Linked DNA regions of Mus musculus: region 2 is linked to region 1. A link is a contact called in public Hi-C data. All regions are on one chromosome and are shown on one strand. Each heading gives the region's core, a stretch centred on a gene start, on an enhancer-like site or on the middle of the called end of the contact. The rest is flanking DNA. Distances are from core to core; before and after follow the strand shown. Region 1 holds the start of Kif2c (kinesin family member 2C). Region 2 holds the start of Szt2 (SZT2 subunit of KICSTOR complex).

Region 1 (4,903 bases), core at 1,176-3,675:
AGGAGGGGCAGATACTTAGTAGATAAAGGTACTTGCCGCCCAGCCTGAAGACTTGATCTTGATCCCTGGCACCTGCACACTAGAAGGAGAGAACTGACTATTGAGAGTTTCCCTCTGATCTTCATAGGAGCACACCCACATGCACACACAAATAAATAAAGAAATATAAAATAAAGGAGGCTGGAGAGAAGGCTCAGCTGATAAGGGTATTTGCTGCTTTCCTGAGACCCGTGTTGTCTGCTCCATAACAAGACCCTGTCTTAAGGCCAGGTTTAAATTTTTTTTAAGATTTATTTATTTCATGTATATGAGTACGCTGTCTTCATGCACAACAGAAGAGAGCATTGGACCCCATTACAGATGGTTGTGAGCCATCATGTGGTTGCTGGGAATTGAACTCAGGAGCTCTGGAAGATCAGGTTCTATAACAGACTCAGCACAGCCAGAGCTACATAGTAAGACCCTGCCTCAAAAAACAAAACAAAGAAAACAGGTCACTCTGCTACACTGTGAGTTAGAGGCCAGTCTAAGATGTTCATGGACAAGAAGTTGTTTTCTTTTATATTTTAACTTTACCATCATCGTCATCGGCATGAGGTTAAAGGGATGACAGCCTTCAGGGGTTAGCTCTCTCTTTCCATCCTGTGTGTTCCAGGCTCAAGCACAGCAGCAAGGGCTTTTACCCTCTGAGCCATCTCAATACCCTGTCCTTCCTTCCACTGTTGCTATTCTTGGTTGTTGTTTTTTTTAAGATTTATTTATTTATTATATGTAAGTACACTGTAGTTGTCTTCAGACACTCCAGAAGAGGGCATCAGATTTCATTAGATTTGAACTCGGGACCTTCGGAAGAGTAGTCAGCGCTCTTAACCACTGACCTATCTCGCCAGCCCTAACAAAGAGTATTTGTTTTGGTTTGGGTTTTTTGTTTTGTTTTGTTTTTCGAGACAGGGTTTCTCTGTATAGCCCTGGCTGTCCTGGAACTCACTTTGTAGACCAGGCTGGCCTCGAACTCAGAAATCTGCCTGCCTCTGCCTCCCGAGTGCTGGGATTAAAGGCATGTGCCACCAAGCCTGGCACTATTCTTGTTTTTAATGTAACTACATTTAACTTGTTTATTTAGTATGTGTGTGTGTGTATGTGGTGCATGCCATGGCACATTTGTGGAGGCTTTGGGGAGTTCATTCTCCTACCATGTAGGTCCAGAAGATCAAACTCAGGTCTTCAGGCTTGTCAAGGTTGGATAGACCAAGGGCTAGACACCATTTACACTATACATATCCTCCGCGGGGCGGTGGGGGTTCTTGGTCTGCATAGGTCTGCATACTGGGGCAGTAATGATGTGGTTCAGTGTAAGAACGTTCCCCTAGAAGCCGGACAGTAGTGGCACATGCACAAAGTCCTGGAGTTAATACCTAGTACTACGAAACAAAAAGACATTATAAATAATGACAAAAATCAGGTATGGTGATTCATGCTAATTCCAGCATTTAGGCATTGTAGGCTGCTTTTCATTGCCAGCATCTTTTTTTGTTTGTTTGTTTGTTTGTTTGAGACAGTTTCACACAGCCCACTCTGGCCTCAAACATGCTGCTTAGCTAAGGTTGGCTTTGAAATTATTCTCTTTTCTTCATCTACAGGGAGCTAGGATTATAGGCATGATCTACCATACCCCGCTTCTCTTGTGTTCTGTTTTGTTTTGTTTTTCTAGAAAGGGTTTCCCTGTGTAATCTTGGCTATTCTGGAACTCAGGCTGTAGACCAGACTGACTTCGAAGTCAAATTTGCCTCTCTCTAGTGGTAGGATTAAAGGCTCGAGTCACCACCGTATGACTTCCCCCGTGTTCCTAATAGGAAAAAAAAAAAAAAAAAAGTTTCACGGACAGGAACCATTCGTCTTGTTTATTCCACTATCCCAATCTAGCACTATGTCTAGCACTAGCATGTGACTATTTTTAATTGGTGTCTTCGAAATATTGTATACATTTCAAAGAGAAAGCAATCATCAAGAAACCAGGATTTGAACCCCTGTCTGTAGAATCACAAGGCCCTCACTGAAACATTATACATAAGTTTCCTAGTCTTACATAAAGGCAGAAGTTCGACCTGGTAGCGGGAGGGTAAGGCCAGAAGCCATAAAACCTTCCCATCAGCTGGGCGTGGTGGCGCACGCCTTTAATCCCAGCACTCGGGAGGCAGAGGCAAGCGGATTTCTGAGTTCGAGGCCAGCCTGGTTTACAGAGTGAGTTCCAGGACAGCAAGAGCTAGAAAAACAAAACAAAACAAACAAACGAAAAAACCAAACAACCAACCAACCAACCAAAAACCCTTCCCATCAGTCTCAGAGCTCGGGAGCCCGGCCACGCGCCGGAAGTCGGAGACCAAGACTACATATCCCACATTGCTCTGCGGTGCGTCGCACTGGTGACGTTGTAGGGAGGCTGGCGCGCGGGATTTAAACTGCAGCGGTTTAGGCGTTGTTAACACAGCGCAGTATTAGCAGAGTCGTGGTTTCCAAGCTTCTTTCATTTGTGTTGCCTGTTGTTGTTCCTGAGTCCATGGAGTCGCTTCACGCACGCCTGTTTCCTGGTCTCTCCATCAACATTCAACGCAGCAATGGTGAGGGCAGGGTCTTGAGGCCAAGGGGACGACCCAAGAGCGGTGAGACTGCCAAGATGGTTATCTGAATCTCCGTGTGGCAAAGCTTTGGGATACTTTCCCTTATTCCACACTGAGGGGGTCCATGTCACTACACTGGCAGTCGGTGTCCCCTACACAGGAGGAAAACGCTACTTTGGTTGTGGGTCCCTTGCCTGCTTTCTGAGTGTGGGCGGAGCACGTCTGCGGTTATTGGTGCGCCTAGCTAGGTTATAGCGATTGGATGCATTTCCTCTGAACCTGTTTTGCTTTGTTGGACCCGCGGCTTCCTCGGCCTCCTGAGTGCTGGGATTAAAGGTCATGCACTACCACGCCCGGCTTTTTTTTTTTTTTTTTTTTTTTTTTGGCGTTTGTTTTGGTTTTTCAAGGAAGGGTTTCTCTGTGTAGTCCTGGAACTCCTGTAGACCAGGCCTCGAACTCACAAATCCCCTGCCTCTGCCTCCCAAGGGCTGGGATTAAAGGCGTTGCACCACCACTGCCCGGCTCAACCATCTGTCTTTATTAAGCAATTTCTACAGGTCTAATAACGGGTCATTCATGGACTAGCCAACCACTGCCAAAAATGGACCAGGGAACTCCAGCGGTCCAGCTCTTTACTGATGTGTTCAGGAATAGCTCCTCCAAGGAATGTAGTAACTTACTTGCTCAAATGAATCTTCATTCTGTTGGAGCGGTGATGCAATTTTATCCTATGGAGCTGGGGTTTAAGGCCCATTCCCTGTTCACTTCCACTGTGGAATGGTCTAAGGGTGAACCCCACTAGAATTACTAACTAGCATTTGTGTTTTGTTTTATTTTTTGAGACAGTTTCTCTGTAACAGGGCCTTGGACCTGGACTTGCTTTGTAGATCAGGCTGACCTCGAACTCACAGAGATCCACCTACTGTACTTTGCAAGTGCTAGGATTAAAGGCATGCACCATCACAGGCCTAGTTCTTTGGTGTTTTGTTTGTTTGTTGCTTTTTAAATTTATTATTTTATTTTATGTTCATTGGTGTTTTGTGAAATCCTCTGGAAGTGGAATTACACTTTGACAACAGGGTTTCTCTGTGTAGCCCTGTCTGTCCTGGAACTCACGTTGTAGACCAGGCTGTCCTCACTCACAGAACTCCTCAGGCCTCTATCCCTGATGTATTGGGATTAAAGGCAAGGGCCACCACTGCCTGGCTGTTTGTATTTTTTAAAAGAGAATTAAATTTTCCCTTCCGGAGCCGGGCATGGTGGCTCATGCCTTTAATCCCAGCACTCGGGAGGCAGAGGCAGGCGGATTTCTGAGTTCGAGGCCAGCCTGGTCTACAAAGTAAGTTTCAGGACAGCCAGGGCTATACAGAGAAACCCTGTCTTGAAAAACAAAACAAAGCCGGGCGTGGTGGCGCACGCCTTTAATCTCAGCACTCGGGAGGCAGAGGCAGGCGGATTTCTGAGTTCGAGGCCAGCCTGGTCTACAAAGTGAGCTCCAGGACAGCCAGGGCTACACAGAGAAACCCTGTCTCGAAAAAACAAACAAACAAACAAACAAAAAAAAACAAAAACAAAACAAAACAAATTTCCCTTCCGAGGTAAATGTAAATTTGAAGTCTTTAGGATCCTAAAAGCAAAGTGGAGAATAAAAACTTAAGTTTGGCCAGGCAGTGGTGGCGCAGTCAAAAAAAAAAAAAGAACACCTTAAAAAAAACTTAAGTTCTTAGGAGACACATGGATAACTTCTGACCTTCTCATACATAGGCTTAATTCACCCCGCCAATATAAGCACAGTGAACGTGGAGAAATCCTGTGTTTCGGTGGAATGGATCGAAGGAGGTACCACAAAAGGCAAAGAGGTAGGTCCTCTGAGGATGCTTGTGTGGCATCTCCCATGATCCTGTGCAGAGCATCTGTGTGAACCGGTGACAGCCCAGCCTAATGCTGTGCTATCCTCTCCAGTCTTAAGAAATGGTGCTCCCTGGAGACATTGGGATTCCTTTTAGTCAGATGTTCTAAATTGAAGCAATTAGCCATTTCTGGTTTGTCTATGGAGAGCAAATTGCATCGAACCCTAACCAAGGCTCTGCCCACTCACCTAAGCTTGAGTCCTGAGTACACAGTACCAGTGTCAGTTTGGGTAACAAAATCTGCAACCCAGGAAAGGAAATGAAGGTGTGGTTTTGACAAGCCTTCAAGGCATAAAGCCGCTGTTAATGGATGGCACAGGTGAGCATCGTAAGAGCCGCTCCAGGTTGGGACTTGCAGGGATCGTGAGGGCTTAG
Region 2 (4,903 bases), core at 1,713-4,212, 1.2 Mb before region 1:
ACTCTCTTTTCACTCACTCACTCCATCAGAACTAGGGTGAGCTAAATCCCACCCTCCACTACCACACTGAAATTGTCTTTTTTTGCTGTTTTGTTTTGGTCTTTTGTGAATCTCTACCTCCACCCCTATTCTGGGGACCCAGGACTTTGTGTCTGTTCTACCACTGAGCTAAATTCTCAACCCCACATTTTAAAGACTGCAGCAAAGTCACAGGCAAGCAGGACAGACTTTTTTCTTTTTGCCTGACATAGATGTTGGAAAAGGAAGGTCGTGGACTTGGTGAGATAGGCCCTGATTTTCACTTCATTCTTTAAGGGGGACTCTCCTGACCCCAGAAGGATAAAAACAAGTCTTCCAGACGGCAGCCCTCACCTTTCATGGCCACACAGAGGATCCAGTCAACAAGATACTGTGTGTCTTACCATGAGGTCTTCGTCTCGGTCTGGGGACAGCACCAGAGGGATGATGACCTGGTTTCGGAACAGTGGCGTCTTCTCATGCTTTAAGACCTTGTTCAGAGTGTTCAACTGTCCAGAAAGCAATGCAAAGCTGTCCAGGACAGAGGGCCTGGAGGTGGCGAGAAGTCACCAGAGTTACTTCTCCCTACAAAGTAACCTCTAAAAGTCCTAATGCTGCAACACTCAGACTCACCCCGAAGACTCGCAGCCCTGTGTCTGGCATAGGCAAGAACCAGATTTGCTAGTAGAGATGGAATTGGGAAAGAGGAACACACTTTCAATTTTTGACATAGATACAGAAAAAAGGCAACCCACTGTTTGACTGGGTTTGGGAGCAGTGGAAACAGGGGCTGTGGTTACACTGTAGTAAGTCTGTAAAGCCTCCTCCCTAATGTAGTAACAGACTCTATCATTCCAGAAGGCTGGATCTCAGATCCAGCCTCATGTGTGGAAGGAGAGCCACCATAAATGGAGCTATAATGGTCTTCCACTGAGGAAATGCCTCCTCACTAAGGAAGCCAAAGCGTAAGAATTAAAACCTAGAAACAGCCTAGGTTGGGAAACTGGACATTTTTCTACTTCCTTGCCATGGAGGCTTTAAGCCAAACTAAACTTGTCAATGTTGGGCAACCTAGTTCTTTCCAAATCAAAAAGGATATTTGCAAGTTGATAAATGGGTACATCGCTGGAGATGTCCTGTCAGCCAGGGGGCTTGGCCCCACCACCCATGGATCCCTCCCCAGCTTGTCCTGGCAATCCTTACCAGGTCAGCCGGTCATACTCGTTTTCCAACTTGTAAATGAAACTCCCCAGTGAATTCTTCAGATCGGCCACTTGATTCAGCAGGGCATCTAATGATGCCTCAAGCTGCTTCTCCTCCCTCTGCATCAACAGTGTGTTTGGTTACTCAGATACAAGTGAGCGTGACACATTCAGAAAAGCTAAATTGTTTTCTATCTTGGTATTTGGGTTACAGATAGCATCAACCCTTAGACCTTTCAACCTGTTCACCTGGCCTGAAGTCCTCCTACTAACTGATTCCTCTATAACCCTCCTACACTGTGGTCCTTCAAGAAGGTCATTGCACCAGACCTAATTCTCTTTGGCTTGAAACCTCATGATTTGTCTTTGTAACAAAACTGGCTTCGAACTCACTTAGCCTTGCACCTTTTTAATTCCATGCTCTCCTCCTCCCAGCTCTCAAACACTGCCTCTCCCAGTAGACAACATTCTCTTAGATTTGCAGTAGGGTTAATAGGAACGTGCTCAGGTTTCTGCACACTCTTCTTTGTCAGTTCCTCTTCTGGAAAATAGATGTGGCCTGCCTACCTCACGACTGCTTATTGTCACTGCGCTGCTTTCCTTGGGTGGATGAGAATCCCTCGTGTCACTCTGTGGTGTTGGCATTGACACAGTTTTGTTTTGTTTTTTTCAGGAAGTTCAGTTCACCTCAGAAAGGTTTGCCATGATAACAGGGGTGCTATCTGCACACACAGCCTAAATAATTCCCGAAGTTCATTATATCATGGGTGCCTCTGGTCATCCTCTTGTGAGTGTAGCTACTGTCAACCACACAATCTGGACAATCTCACACGTTGCCTCTCTGTAAGGTTTTCTCTGAATACCAGCTCTGCAATCCCCTTCCCGGTCCCCCAACTGGCCGTTTATCCATAGCATTTGGTGCTTTGGAAAGTCAACGTGCATCTTTGTGCCAATATTCCCGTGTCTCTTTCATAATTCGGGTGACCCATAAACAGTGTAGGTTTATCAGATGCAACAAGCCAAGTGAGTAATGAAAGAGTAATGAAAGACAAAGGCGAGGAAACCTGCACATTGTTTCTGAGTGTTAGACAATTTTAAACGCTGAGGCGGCAGAGGGTTTCCGTTTGACTATCTGAGGACTATTTACCCCACTTCTCCGCCCTTAGCAACGAGGTACAAGCCGGGAAGAATGATGCAAAGCTGATTTGCAAACCTGACTATGTGACTGAGGGGGTTGGACACCGGGTTCCACCCACAGCCTCGAATTACAAACAGCTTAGTTTTCATCCTTGGAGGCCCACGATCCCTTTAGCCTTCTGAAGCCTTATGACGCCTGTGTCCAACAGCCTAGATCGAGGCGTGCGGCAGCCCACTACTTTCCCGAGCCTTCCCAAATGCCACCACGATCCTTTTCCACGCTCAATCAAGTCCGCCTTTCCTCCCCGGGCCTCCGACCTTCTCACATCAGCGGGCTCGATGCCCGCGCCTCCCGCAGCTGGCCTCGCTCTCTCTGGCTCCGCTGCCTTTCCTCTGCCCTCCGCTCACAGCCCCAACTCCCCGGTGTCCTCAGCCCAATCACCCTCCCGCCAGCGGCTATAAGGCCCAACCCGCTTCTCACCTGCATTGCCGCGGCCCGGCGGGCGCAACCACTTCCCTTTCCGGTTTCTCGCACGGCTTGCTGCGCTCACCAATCAGAAAACTCAAAACGGGACCATCCCAACAACTTCCGGTTCCTGCCCGGTACAGAACTAGCCGGGTCAGAGGTCAGGAGTGGAGCAACCTCCCTGGCCCGGGCCGGCGCGGGAGGGCTGTGTGATGGCCTCGGAGCGCCCCGAGCCAGAGGTGAGGGATGGGCGGGCGCGGGGCCGAGGCCCGAGGGCGGGCGTGTGGCAGCCTTCACCCTCCGGAGCCTCAAGGAGGCCGTTGCTGTTTTGTTTACTCAGATGCCATCCTGATCTTCGTCGCCCATCCACAGACTTGTTAGCGATAGTGATGCTGATAAAAACTCGTGTTTTGGTTATTAGTTGGGATTTTCATTGTGCCACGCCGAAGCTGACCGACTTTGCGGGGTTTTTTGTATCTCATCTATTGGAATGCAATCAATAGCATGAGTTGATTTCGCTCTAGCGTTCGTGCTCTTGGCAAAGCCCTACAACCCTCTGGCCAGTCTTAACTTAGGACAGACCCTGCTTCCTTCTTTATAAAAGTATTTGTTCTGTGATGTGGCTTGGGGATCACAAGTTAAGGCAGAAAAGGCAGACGAGGCACCCGCCCCCCCACCCCACCCCCCACCCCCTAGATGCAAAGAACCCTATATGTATGTTTTGACATTCAGACTCCAGCAGGGAATCTGGCAGTATTTATTGTCATGTACAGAGCAGACAACTGAAGTCAGAGCAGGTGAGGTGTCATGCCATGCAAAGATACCTTAGGACTACTCCTTCCAACTGAACGAGCGGATCCGAGGAGGTACCAAATTTGGCTAGCGTGTCCAGGACCCCAGAGGGATAGCCTTGTAGGAGGGAAGGTTGATGCATGTGCGTAACGATACAAATAGCAATGGCTACTTGTCGAATTCTTACTGTATGCCAGCCACAATTCTGAGCTCTTTACTGTTACCAGTTCTTTCAACCCTATAAGGCAAACACCATTATCATCCCTCTTTTCAGGAAACTGAGGTGCCACTATTAAAAGAAGCATAGTTGTGCAGCTAGTATTGGGGCTAGAACTCCCAGGTAGGTGAGCTCGCTCTACAGCTACAAGTTGTCCTCTGACCTGCACACGTGCACTCTGACACGGGTGTGATCTTATATATGTATAATGTATGAGTACACACACCCGTGTATGGGGAGGATGTGATAAACTACACACATGAAAACCCTATGAGTGAATAGGGTAGAAACAGAATACCAAGAAGAAAGGGTGATGTTTAGAGAGGCTAGGCTCCCAAAAGAGAGGAAGAAGCAAGTGCTGTTCTGCAACCAGAATTGTGCTGAGGGTTAGGGTGGATGCAGAGGGTAAAACAGAGACTCCTTAGCTGTGGGGACTAAATGAACATTGGATTATAATAGGTGTTGCAGAGGCGTAAGTGAAGTGTCACATTTAGTGGGGCATTTAACCTCCTTCCACAAATGGGTGGGATCCAGGAAGTTTAAGTTCTCTAAGTATCTAACACAGGTAGAATCCTCAGGAAATTGTCATTCTTGCTTTCCCTGTTCAGGAATGGAGAAACATGCAGAGCCAGTATTTGCCCCAAGGTGCCTTTAACACTGAAGGGCCTGCTTTTACCATAGTGGTGGGTGATGGGGCTGAGACTGGGAAAGAGAAGGCTCAGCTCGCAGTTATGCCAGAGGTTAAGGTTTATCATGCTGGCAGGCTTCGGATAGTTAGGAGGCAGAGGTATCGACGTTATTTTGTGGGAAGAAAGCACATGGTTTAGAAAAAGCTCAAGAGAATAATTTGGTCTTTAGTCTTAAAGAAGCAGGAAGAAACTCTGGTGGGTGGGTGGGAGTGGCAACACAGTGCCTGGCATCACTATCCAGCTTGGCATCGGTGTATGTGGGCCTCAGCGACGATCGTAATCAGTGATAGCCTTCCGACACCATTGTACTCCCCTCCCCCCTTTAATGTCAGTATCCCTGCAAAGATCTCCTTATCTTGCTATTACAATAAAGCCTAGATGA

Evidence for each region. Hi-C and Micro-C count contacts between places; a contact is called where the count stands out from the background.
Region 2: a contact with region 1 is called in a Hi-C map of B cells, with 6 read pairs. The contact joins the promoter of Szt2 here to the promoter of Kif2c in region 1. A contact is called at or near these places in 1 of 39 promoter capture datasets (pre-B cells) and 1 of 484 Hi-C or Micro-C datasets (B cells).

What each region holds. Positions count from the first base shown.
Region 1 is chr4:117,180,146-117,185,048 of GRCm38.p6, reverse strand. It overlaps Kif2c (kinesin family member 2C), which reads left to right and starts at 2,425. Exons shown (of 20, transcript NM_134471.4): 1 at 2,425-2,618; 2 at 4,383-4,477. The coding sequence starts at 2,558.
Region 2 is chr4:118,407,322-118,412,224 of GRCm38.p6, reverse strand. Szt2 (SZT2 subunit of KICSTOR complex) reads left to right here and starts at 2,962. Exons shown (of 72, transcript NM_198170.4): 1 at 2,962-3,062. The coding sequence starts at 3,036. It overlaps Med8 (mediator complex subunit 8), which reads right to left and starts at 2,888. Exons shown (of 7, transcript NM_020000.3): 1 at 2,839-2,888; 2 at 1,222-1,340; 3 at 423-567. The coding sequence starts at 2,844.